2 separate regions of the Mus musculus genome follow, and region 1 is linked to region 2. Evidence: chromatin contacts called from public Hi-C data. All regions are on one chromosome and are shown on one strand. The core of a region is the stretch at or near the end of the contact, and the rest is flanking DNA. Distances in the headings are between cores, read along the strand shown. Region 1 has its middle 24 kb from the start of Gm5546. Region 2 has its middle 64 kb from the start of Gm5546.

Evidence for each region. A called contact is a pair of places that touch in the nucleus more often than the background predicts.
Region 1: a Hi-C map of cortical neurons shows a contact between it and region 2. The contact joins two enhancer-like sites. A contact is called at or near these places in 1 of 15 datasets of contacts at CTCF or cohesin (the NIH/3T3 cell line), 9 of 484 Hi-C or Micro-C datasets (bone marrow-derived macrophages, cortical neurons, cranial neural crest and 5 more) and 2 of 115 datasets of contacts at active chromatin or transcription factors (embryonic stem cells and heart atrium).

What each region holds. Positions count from the first base shown.
Region 1 is chr3:104,381,364-104,387,024 of GRCm38.p6, reverse strand. No RefSeq gene overlaps it. Among named protein-coding and RNA genes, the nearest start is that of Gm5546, 24 kb to the right of the region's middle. Within about 2 kb of position 3,279, at least 59 of the 459 cell types and tissues checked have an H3K27ac peak or open chromatin away from gene starts, as enhancers often do. A contact at or near this core is called in the NIH/3T3 cell line, cortical neurons, heart atrium and 1 more, where this site is marked.
Region 2 is chr3:104,293,177-104,299,472 of GRCm38.p6, reverse strand. No RefSeq gene overlaps it. Among named protein-coding and RNA genes, the nearest start is that of Gm5546, 64 kb to the left of the region's middle. Within about 2 kb of position 4,337, at least 75 of the 459 cell types and tissues checked have an H3K27ac peak or open chromatin away from gene starts, as enhancers often do. A contact at or near this core is called in the NIH/3T3 cell line, cortical neurons, heart atrium and 1 more, where this site is marked.

The sequences.
Region 1 (5,661 bases), core at 2,030-4,529, 89 kb before region 2:
ATAAAAATAAGGTTTGGATCCAGGCTTAGTCTTTCAAGTGGCTGTCCGGTATTTTCACCACCACCATCTCTTTATTGATTTGAAGTGTTACTATTGTAATGTGTTTAATTCCATATAATCCCTTATGTGCTTAAAATTATCCCTTATGTATAATTTTATAGTATTGTCTATGCTCTGAATAATCTCATAGATTTGGCGAGTGGAATGTTGAAAGATATTTTAATATTTGGTAAGTTAGTTTTGTATAGAAATTTGCAGGGGGTAGAATTAACATCTTTTATGAATAGAGTTTATTTATAAAACCATATTTAAAAATCAAATGCTGGAAAGATGGCTTGGTGGCTAAGTACCTTTGCTGTTTCATAGGGCCTGAGTTTGGTTCCTGGCAACTGGACAGCAGCTCACTACCATCTGTAACTCCAGTTCCAGGGGATGCTATACCCTCTCTTGCCTTTGTGGGCAATAGACACGCATACATTACACATACATACATGGGAGCAAAACACTCATGCACATAAAGTAAAAGTGTAAATTCTAACAAGAAATCCTGGGCATAGTGGTGCAGGCCTGGAATTCCAGCACTCAGGAGACTGAGGCAGGGGACTGCTGAACTGTGTGCACAACTGTACCACACAGAACAGGGACAAAATGAAGCACCCGAGAAGGAAGAGAGAGAAGAAGTAGGAGAGAGAGAGAGAGAGAGAGAGAGGGAGAAGAGAAGGAAGCTCAAGGGGTATGTGGTGGGAAGAGAGGGGGAGGAGGAAGAGGGAGGGGGGAAACAGGGAGAGAAAGACTATTTCCCTTTTTATGATTAAGGCAATGAATGTTCAAAGAACCCAATTACACCATTCTGTATCAGAATTACCTTCTGAAACTAGCTTAAAGGAAAATCAAAGCTGAAGGGAATATGATGAATGTCCTTCAAGTGGAGACGTATTGTTGAAGAGTTGGCACAAATTTTCTCTGAAGAAAATTGTACCCTCTGAAATGACGGAGCCAAGGGTATATAAGACTGGATAATGAATAAGTAAAAAAAAAAATTAGATTACACCATAACAGAGCCATCTGGGAGGCTGGTCATCCTGAGGATTGTGCGCCCGCCAGAGAATCACTGGATGGATAAGAATTGCATGGATCCTTGCCCAGCCTTGATCGTGTGGACAGACATGTTCTGTATATAGCTGCATCCACGAGGAGCCTTGCTACACCACTGGGCTCTCATCCAGAGCCTCACTTCCAGGTGATACCACAGAGCCCCCAGTCTGCTGAATAAACTGTATAGCTCTGAGCCCAGAGCTGTGGGAGCCAGCCAAGAGTGGAGAGGCCCACACTTCTGTCTCCATGGCAGCCAAGTAGAACCGCCCTTCATGACCGAGTCATTTACTCAACACGATGCTTCGCAAGTCAGTCCCTGAACACTGCTGTGCTCCAAAATCATGAATTGTAATCTTTTCCCCTGCAAGTCCTCTACTCAAAAATGTCAAACGGAATGTGACTTCTCCCATTAGTGTGGAGTGGGGAGGCTCCTCCATCGGATGTTTTGGATACTGGCAGGATGTCTGGTTGGGAACATGGTCATGGCTTCCCAAGGGTTACCAACAGGAAGATGTTCTTGGACGACAGAGTTTCCATTTGATCTCAAAAGACTGTGGTGGAGTTTCTCTTAGACACAGGGCAGTCTGGAAGGAAAAACAGATACTAAATAGCAACCAGAGGAGAGAGGGGAGGGTCATTTCTTTGGAAAGTACACCGGTGCTACCAGGTATACAGATTTACATATGTCACAGCTATGCAAATTGTGAAAAGTCTGTAAGCACATGCAACAAACTTGTAACAGCTACCCCTGTAGCAGCGGGGTAACAAAGGCCTTTAGCTTTCTAAGGTATATAGGTATTCCTTAAATGTTTTATAACCAGCTAACAGTACTTTTGTACTTATGAAAATGCAGATCTTAAAAATTAAATTCATTTCCAAAAAGTATTGAATATATTTTTAACAAAAAAATTTTTTTACGTGTATGAGTGTTCTGCTTGCATGTATGGCTCGGCATCATATACTTACCTATTGTCTGTGGAGGCCAGAAAAGGACATTGAATTCCCTGAAACTGGAGTTACCAGCAGTTTTTAGCTGAAACATGGGTGCTGAAAATTGAACATCAGTTCTCTGGAATAGCAGCTGGTACTTTTAACCGCTGAGCCAAAAGTATTGAGTATTCTTAAGACTATGACACCGCTTGGCTTTAATATTTGCCATGCTGGCCTGAGAAAGGTAGAGATAAAAGTTTTCTTCAGGACCCTGAGTCTGTCCCTAGTGGAGGACCTGTTTATTTGCAGCAGTGAAAGTGAGTAGTGCTCCCTCTATTCATCTATTGAAGTGACTATTAGTGCTCCCTCTTCTTGCCAACAGCAGTGAATTTCAGTCCTCCTCCTGCTTGTATCTACAGAAATGAATATGCATGGTCCCTCCATTCATCTACTTAGTGAATTGTGAGTGCTCCCTCTGATTGTATACAGCAGCAAATGTGAGTGCTCATCACAACACTGAACACAGTGCTCCCTCGCGTCCATTGCCTGTCTATAGGAACAAAAGTGAGTGCTTCCTTGGTGGCAAGGCTACTCAATAAGAGAATGAGGTAGCCTCTAGAAAACCTAAAAGCCTTTCTGACATAGTCCGGGCCTGAGACTGGCAAGTCTAACATGGCAGGAATGACAAGCAGTTAATGATGACCAGGAGAGGGTGTGGTCTGGAGGAAATAGGCAGCTGGCCACAAACCATGTATGTTCTGTGGAACACTGGCTCGATTCCTTCTTCAGGCAGAGTCTTTTCTTTGTTGGCTGCAAGGCCATTGTGCTCAATGAGACCTCCCCGATCCTAGGTCCCCAGTGACAGGTGAGGGCAGTGGTCAGCTTCCTTTTGAGGAGTGGGAGTTGACAGACGACGGCTCTTTGAATTAAGATGAGAAGCCAGGGTTTTCTCCTCCCTCATTTTCTTTTTCTGGCTCGGAATAGGTCTGTGCGTACACAGCAGATGGCTTTCTGACGAAGCCCAAATTCATCCAGTCTTTGGGGGAAAAAACTACAGCAAAAAGGACTGTTATTCCAATCTGATAAGGCTTTCTATTTTCAGCTAGAAAAATGAGTGTCTGTAAGTAGAAAAGAGAGGGGAAAAAAATCACTCCAACACCAGGAAAGTGAAAGTAATGAGAGTTGATACTCGCCTTGGGTGGATCTGGGAGCTTTGTGTGAGCCCAGGCACTCCTCTGGCTCAGCAGCCACAGAAGGCAGTTCCAGATAGCAAGCCAGACAGGCAAAGGCGGGAAGGGGACACACCAGCTCCAGGCAATATCTGTGAGGGAAGCTGCAGAGAGCAGAAATGGGAAAGGATAAAGGGGGCCTCATATGGGTTTTTGTTTGTTTGTTTGTTTTTGTTTGTTTGTTTTTTAACAGCTTTTTTGTTTCTTTAAAAAATTCTATTTTGCTTAGAAAATAAGCGAACATCAGAGACTGGGCACTCTTGCTAAGCACTCTGGAGGAAGAGTGCTGGGGCGAGGCTGCATGATCCTTCACCTACAAATTGGCCTGCTGCTACAAGCACTCAACTGTCCTGTGCCTCTATTTTCTCATCTTTAAAATGGGGTTGATGACTGAAACCATGGTGGAGATTAAACAGCTCCACTCAATGACTTGTGACTGCCTATTGTGGACTAACCCTGCAGTACCCAGGCACTGCTCTGAGGAGCAGGGTTACAATGATCACAGCACCGGAAGAGAGAACAACCTGAAACTAAGTAATGAGAAATACAGTCTATTAGAGATGTATAAGAGACAAAATCTGATGGTTCATTTTCAAAATGGAGGTGTCTTGGGTCTTCATTGGTCCAGCTGCAGATGAACAGGAAACATTGGGGTCTTGCTGAACTACCCTAACACCTAAAAGTCTAGAAAACAAAGTGACCTTGAGCTATGACAAGGTTAAGTTTTAAAATAAACAGGATGTAAAATGTAGAGATGAACACATGTGATCTTTGTTGCAACAACGAAATAAAAGATGGCCCTAAGAGGCAGAAGGAAACACTTAGATGGTTTGTAAGACTGTCACACTGGGCCACAAAGGTAAGGAGGAGGGGCTTGCTGTGTTAGTTATAAAATCTATTCTCTGCTGACAGCCCACCTGCCCTGGGCTGATGCCTCACTGTGTAATGTTGCAAAACAAACTGCCTCATTTGGCTGCTCCTAGTCTTCAGTGCTTGTTTTTATTAAGCTAAGATCTTTGTTTCTCTCAATATGGATAAGGAAAGACAGAGTAGGGTGGTGGTGAGGAGGGTCAGGGGTAGGGATGTAGGGGTGGGGGTGGGGCGGCAGAGATGGGTGCGTGGGAGGGTAGGGAGGATGGGAGGTGGGGGGATGTGGTCTGGTGTAGTGTGGTACATATGTATAAATCCCAGCACTCTGAGGAAGGGGTGTACCTACAGTTTGAGATTAGCTTGGGCTACTAGTGAGTCCATTCCTCACAGCAAACAGAAAACAGAATGGAGGGTTAAGAAGGTTGCTGCTCAGCCAGGTGACTGATCGTCAGTTGTGAGAGGAATCCTGGCTGGTATTTTCATCATCTATATTTGAAATCTGTCTTATTTCCAATACTACTAATAACACTTTTTAAGTGACCAAGAAGAACGGTACGTGGATGCATTGAAATCGTGGATGCATTGGAATGGGTATCTAATGGAGGCTGGAGAGATGGCTTAGCAAGGTTCCACTACTAGAGGAGCCAGATTCAATTCCCAGACCTACATGGTGACTCGCAACTGCCTGTAACTCCAGTTCCAGGGGGTCTAACACATTCTTCTGGTCTTCGTGGACACCAGACATGCACACGGTACATGGACTTATATACAGGGAAACATGAAAATAAGAAAACATAAAAATATACATATAAAAGTGAGAAAGCAACGGGTAGAAGTTGCCATCAGGGTCTTGAAAGCACTTTAGAGGAGCTGGCAATGAGTGCGTTTGCACGTGAAGAAGCCCTGCCACAGATGTACTGACCATGGAGGACAGAAGCTGAGCCATGAAACAAGTGATTCAAAAGTAATTTCTACTAAAAAAAAAAAAAGAAGGAAACAAAGCCAACCGAAACCTAGTAACCTCTAGAATTGGAAACAGAAAATAGTTGAATGCATCAAACCGAGCAGCAGAGGATGGGTATTCAGTGGTTGAAATATTACCTAATCAGTGCTATTAGAAGTGGTAAAGAAAGAACAAAGAGAAACGTGAAAATAAAAAAGAAGAAAAAGGGGGAGAGAACAATAGAAACAGACACACTGGCACAGGGCCAAAGATAAAATTAATCTCAGCACTTGGGAGGGAGAGGCAGGCAGATTTCTGAGTTCAAGGCCAGCCTGGTCTACAGAGTGAGTTACAGGACAGCCAGGGCTACACAGAGAAACCCCGTCTCAACAAACAAACAAACAAACAAACAAACAAATAATCAAACAAAACAAAACAAAAACGATGAAACAGAGCAGATACAGCAAGGACAAGGAATAGAGCAAAGGTCAAGGAGACTATCACCCCATCTTCTTCCCTTTGTCATGTCATGGAAACTAAAACTCCTGCAGGGTTTGGTAGACCCTGGCCCTGGGCGGGCAGTGCTGGGGGTGC
Region 2 (6,296 bases), core at 3,088-5,587:
ATTTAAAGATTAGAGGTTTTTAATTAATTGTTTAGCATATAAAGTAAAGGCTTTCACTGTAACATTGCGTGTATCTATCACACCATTCCTCCTGATTCTTGCTGGTGTCCTTCCTCTCTGCAAAACAGTCCTCCCTTCTGCCGTCCTGTCCCCTTTGTTCTGTTGTTCTCCCTTGTCCTCTCCCCTATGACCTCTTCACTCACCACTGTCTCCTTCCTACTGTCACGTCCTCCATACTTGTGTGTGTTGTCTTTCTGAGGTTTCCATCACCTATGACCCTGCTCAGTCCCATCTGCCTTCCAGCAAGTGTCACGATCTCATTCCTCTTCACAGCTGATTAAAATTCCATTGTGTACGCATCACATTTCCTCCATCCATTCATTTGCTGATGAGCATCTAATGATGGCTATTATGAGTAATGCAGCAATAAACATGGCCATGCCTAGATCTCTGTGGTATGCTGAATCAGTGGTTCAGGTGGACGCCTGGCAGGGTACATCTGAGTCATATGGTAGCTCTATTTTTAGTTCATCAAAGAACCAACATACTAATTTCCATAGTGATAAGCCAGAACACATCCCCATTAGCTTTGGTTGTTTTTGTTTTTTTTTTTGTTTTGTTTTTTTCCATGTTTCAGATAAGGTCTCACTGCGTTGCTCAGGTTGGACTCTCCAGAAATCTTCTAGTCTCAGCTTCCAGAGCCAATTGGACGACAGTGTATCTGCCACTCCATGTAATATGAATTTGAGGAGGAGTCTTCCATCAGAAAAGATGCTATTCCCTCAGGAGACAAAAGCCAAACCTCATTTTCCTTCTACACCAGACATTTAAACTTGGCCTATTCACTTTCCCAAACTCGCTTGGTGTTACAGAGGCCATGTGACCCAGATCTGGCCAGTGAGATGAGAGAAGGCTCTAGAGGCATGGGGGAAGCTTTTGAGAAAATATTGTTGAACCAAAAAATAGGCTCATGGGAGCCTCATCCACTGCTGGTGGGATTAAGACATGATGTAGCTTCTTTGTTTTGTTTTGTTTGCTTGTTTCTTTCTTTCTTTCTTTTGTTTCTCTCTTTCCTTTTTAAAATTACATTTATGCATTTAATTGTTACTTTTTTACACTTTAATATGTGTACCCTTTGTATACTGATTCCTTCCCTACTACCCTGTCCACAAATATCCTCCCTGTGAATCTTTCTTGGACATTTCATGTCTATTTTATTTTGTGACCCGCCAATATTAACCTGGGTCATCTATGTGATTGTGGCTTTGAAGGTATCTGTAGGAGCCTGGTGGAATCAGCAGTTAGCATGCAACTAAAAACAGTGATTTCCCTTCTCCCATAATTTATTGATAGACAATAGTTAGGAGGTGAAGAGTAGGCCCATGAGGACCATCCACTTTTCTAGAAGGCTGTTGATGGGGCTGCTCTTGTGTTGGCGCAGGACCAGTCACAACAACTGATGTGAGTTCATGATTATAGTAGAAAGTCTAGAGAGTGATAATGCATACAGCACTTCAAACTATCTTACATTCTTCCGATTCCCTCACATACATGTATTTGTTTACTTATTTTATTTGTTTGTTTGGTGGTGGTGGTGTGTGTAGAAGTCAGAGAACACCTTGCAATCAGCTCTCTTTCCACCATATGGAACCTGGGGATCAAACCCAAGTTGTCAGTGTTCCTGTCAAACACCCTTGCTGAGCCATCTCACCAGCCCATGGTATAGCTTCTTTGTACAAGTTTGTCAATTCCTCAAAAAAACAAAAAACAAAACAAAACAAAAAAGTCACTATACAGCTGGGCAAGTCCTAGCTATACCCAAGTAACTGGAAAACATATTTCTATATAAAAGCTCAAACCCAAACACAGCAGCAGTATCCTTAATAGCCAACGAATGGAGATAGTCCCAAATGTCCACATACTCTAATAGATAGATTTTACTTGAGCACAATGGAATTAGACAATAGTGATGATTCACTGAAAACCCCTGGAAGATGTGTTTTAAATGAATGGATTGTTATGGTATGCAAATTATATCTATTTAAAAAATAGAGACTCAGTGGACATAACAGCCACACTAGGATCAAGAGAACAAAAGCCATTTGCCAAGGAGGATGAGCAGTTTGCAGGCCCCAAAGCTGCTTCCTGTTTAAGATTATGCAGGTCGTCTGAGTCTGGCTGTTTCCTGTTTAAGTTGTAGCAGGTCGTCTGAGTAAAGCTTTAAATCAGAAAAGGTCATTTACGGAGGATTCCCCATGTATAAGGTTATTTAGTGATTGCGCTGGAGCAAGGAGTGGCTTATGTCTAAGTTCACTCTGCTGCATTATGACGCTATGATGAAATATGAAATCTATTCCGGCTATCTTTAAGAAAAATACAATAAATATGAGTAAGTTCCACAATTACTATTTTGTTAAGCCATTCTCTGCAATCAAAGGTGAAAAGTCTAATTTTGGGTTGTTTCCAAAAGTGCTTGAAAGAAAAACTCATAATGGTAGATCTTCATTAGTGCTCTTGGTAAGACCAAAGACATTTAAATACTAGTTTGTTGTGTAATAAATAGCCATAGTCTGAGTGGAAGGGAAGCCATTATGAATGAAGAAAGCATGAGATATGTTGACATTTATAGTCTCCACTGAGATATCAGCAGGTCTCACTGCCCCATTAAAACAAGCTTTCTGAAATTTGTAGCTAAAATTTTCCATCTAGTTTCATATGTTTTTACTGTCACACACACACACACATCAAAAGAAGGATAATTGGCTTGGTGGCTAAAGGTAGTTGCTGCTCAAAGCTGGCCCAAGTTCAATCCCCAGAACCTACAAGAAGATGGAAGGAGAAAACCAACTCCACAAAGTTGTCCTCTAATCTCTAGACAATGGGTCATGGCATGCCCCCCACACCCACACAAAATCTCCCCCTCACACTAAATTTTAAAAATGAGTATTCTTCAGTTACTGATTTTTTTTTCACTGTTGTGATGTCCTAATTCTGGGATTCTGAATTTTAATGTTGTTAGGTGAATGTATAGTGGTTACATTTACTTAAGTCAGCTCTAGAAAATGAAATATAGTTTGATTTTTCACGCATGATCATTCTTGGATGGACTTTACTCATGTGGAAGGGAGGGTGGTCTGATGTCTTCCACTCATTAGGCATTTAAATTACCAAAAAGTTTGTTCAAAGACTGAAAAATCAAATTAACCACATAATTGTCTGAGCAAATAAAGGACGATTATGTGATGAATTAAAAAAAATGGAAGTGTGCTCAATAATAATATGAATTCAAGAATGCATACAGGCTAAGGCATTTATTCTTCATAAGAATTTAGGGACGAGAAGGGGACAGACTCACTGGGCTTCTGTCGGTTTCTGTTTCCATGGCAGTGAGGATGACTCACTATTAAAAGCTGGACTGTTCCTTACAGGCCACGTCTTGAGCAATATGCTTCCAGCTCTGCTCATTTGACTTCAGATTCAATTGGTGTATCATTCTCAGTTGTGCAAAGAACGTGTGCGTGTGTGTGCATGCGTGTGCGTGTGCATGACGTGTAGGGAATCAGAAGTTTAAAGATTTGTTCTTGTTTGATAGTTAGTATTGTTTGATCTAACACATTCATCTTTCAGCTTCCTAACTGTGGGAACAGGACCCTGGCTCTCTTCTGTACCTTTTCTGCTCAGTATTCATTAAAGAGAGCATGTTTAATATAAACCTCTAAAACTATGGCCAATAATTTTACAGGGAACAAAACTCTAACTTTAAAGACTTACACTTTCTATACTTACTACTTTTCCCCCCTATCAAAATACTGTGAGTGCTCATTAGATTAAATTCTAACATTTGGCAACCAGCTCTATGTAGTTATGTGACAGGGAGCCCAGAAGGTCAGCTGAGGATATTAGCAAGGCAGAGGCTGGGTGTTTTCATTAAGCTTGGCTTGGCTCTATCAAGCTGATACTGGAAGAGAGGAACACTGTCTCAGAAGGAACAAGGGAAGCAAGGTAGCTCAGCATTTGTGACAACATCTGAGAGCACACTTCCTAAGTATAGGGAGGAGACATATGGAATTTCTCTAAAGCTTGAAATATTATACTTTTCAAGGAGGAAAAAAAAAGAAAATAAATATGTTTAGCTCTACCGGTGTCTTTGCTGATGAAAATAATCACAATAATTAGTCACTGCATCAAAAACGCATTGTGGAGAGTCGCTCAGCTGGAACAGTTACTTTCCCCCACCCCCCTGCCCTTTTAAATCCCACAGTCACATTCCACAGTCGTCCCCCACACAGAAACCTCTGCTACTTCAAGAGATCAGTTGTGACGCATGCTTCTATGCTAAGTTTATAAATATACGCAGATGTGATCACAGGAGAGTCTTGAGGTTCACAACCAAATGCTATGGCTACCTAAAATAGCCGTGTTTCTATTCCATGCTCCTTAATGATGTGCCGTGTTTTGATGTCTTTATTCTTGTGTGTTTGTTTGTAACTCCTCAGAGCTGTGATGATGCTGTGAAGAAGGCCCCTCCAGGCACTGGATATGTGTGCCTCTTTCTGAAACCTAGAAAGCCAGCGACTTCCAGGCTGCAGTAGGCATCAAATCTGATGCCCCAGGGCAGAGTGCAGCTTCCCTGGTCCCCTCTGCAGCCTCCAGGTCTTATACAGCCTAGATCCTGAGTCAAACCTGAGAGATCCTAATAAGAAGCAAAGACCAATTTCTCCACACTCCTTAGACTGAAAGGTCGATAAAGTAATATTAATGGCATCAAGGATGATAATGGCCACTTTAATGGCAAGTCGAACTTTAATATTTTAAAGAAATTACCCTTACATTGAGATTATTAAGATGTAGGGCTACATTAAGGAATAGAACTGTTATGAGCATGTGAAAGGAATCAACTCCCCAGAAGGGGGGAAAATCACCCTTGGCAAGTACCATCTGCTTCCATATTTTTTTCTTATTGGTTATTGGGCATTATCACGAGCATCAGTTTTTATGAGATGATCTAGATATATAGGCTAGAATGACTTTGAACTTCTGACCTTCCTATGTGAAACTATAGTGCTGGGATTACAAGTGTGCACCACCGTGGCCAGTTTATGCAGTGCTGGGGACTGAACCCACGACCTCATGAATGCTAGGCAAGCATTCCACTGAGCTTCCTCCCCAGTCCTGGGATGCATGGTGGTTATTGTGCCCATCATAAAGAACATTATTTTTCTTTTCCTTCCTGGTTAAAATTTAAAGAATTAGTCAGCTCTTCTTCCACTCAGCCATTAGGAAACATCTAGAATTGGTGGTGATCTGACTTGGAAAGTGATTTCTTAATGCTCTAACTTCAAAGGACCTTTGAAATCTCAGCACATAGGGCCCAGCCCAGGGTTAATCCAGCAAAGTGGCACTTAGTGGCCTGTTCACGGTTTGTTTTGATGGGTCGTTAATGAGTAGTCATGCATCACACTTGCATTCTAAAAAGCACAGCTTTCTGTGCGGTTGCTGGCATCCTTTTCTCTGTGTAGTTGCCATGTTTTTTTTTTTTTTTTGATACCAAGAGCCAGTGGACCAGATGGAAACAGTTGGGTTTTTTCTACCTACATCCTACATGACAAGCATGTACCATCTCTAGTTCATGTGTTGGCTTTCTTAGGGTCACAATACTGGTCTTTTTCTTCAAGCTAGGAAGGACATTTGCCACAGAGATGGTGTAAGAGTGTGTCTCCCCTACTTAGGATCCTCTTGGCTCTCCGTTCCTCCTCAAGAGAAGAAATTGAGTGGTTCTAAGTCTGGGGTTCAAGAGGACACTAAGCAGATTGCCCTGCAGCATGCAGAGAGGGGGCGGGGGCTCTGGAGAAAGGTCTGGCTCTCCCAGGTGGAGTGGAGATCCCGTTTTATAGGTCCCAAAGGAAGAGGGAGATTTTACTCCACATAGCTGAGATAGTCTACAGCACAGGCCATCAGCCAGGCCGTCTCTGATTCCTGGAGAGAGGTAGGAGGGGCCCTGAATTTCAGGAAGGATGTAAGGGGTATGAGAAGAGGGCACCTGTAGTTGAAGTGTACCTGCCTGTCCTGGGGTCTGGCAGACTACGTAAACTTCCTTGGGAAAATGCAATAGTGCCTCCTGTTTTCCTGGAATCCAGGCACCTGCAGAGTTCCTTAGGGGTTTAGAGTCTCACAGACAGTCTTTCCACAGAGGCTCACAAAAGCCGCTGTGGACCACCTATAGCCCTGAACCTGAGAGAAAGAATGGTAGAAACGGGAAACAAAATGAAATGGTCACGGAGGGAGTTCACCTCTTA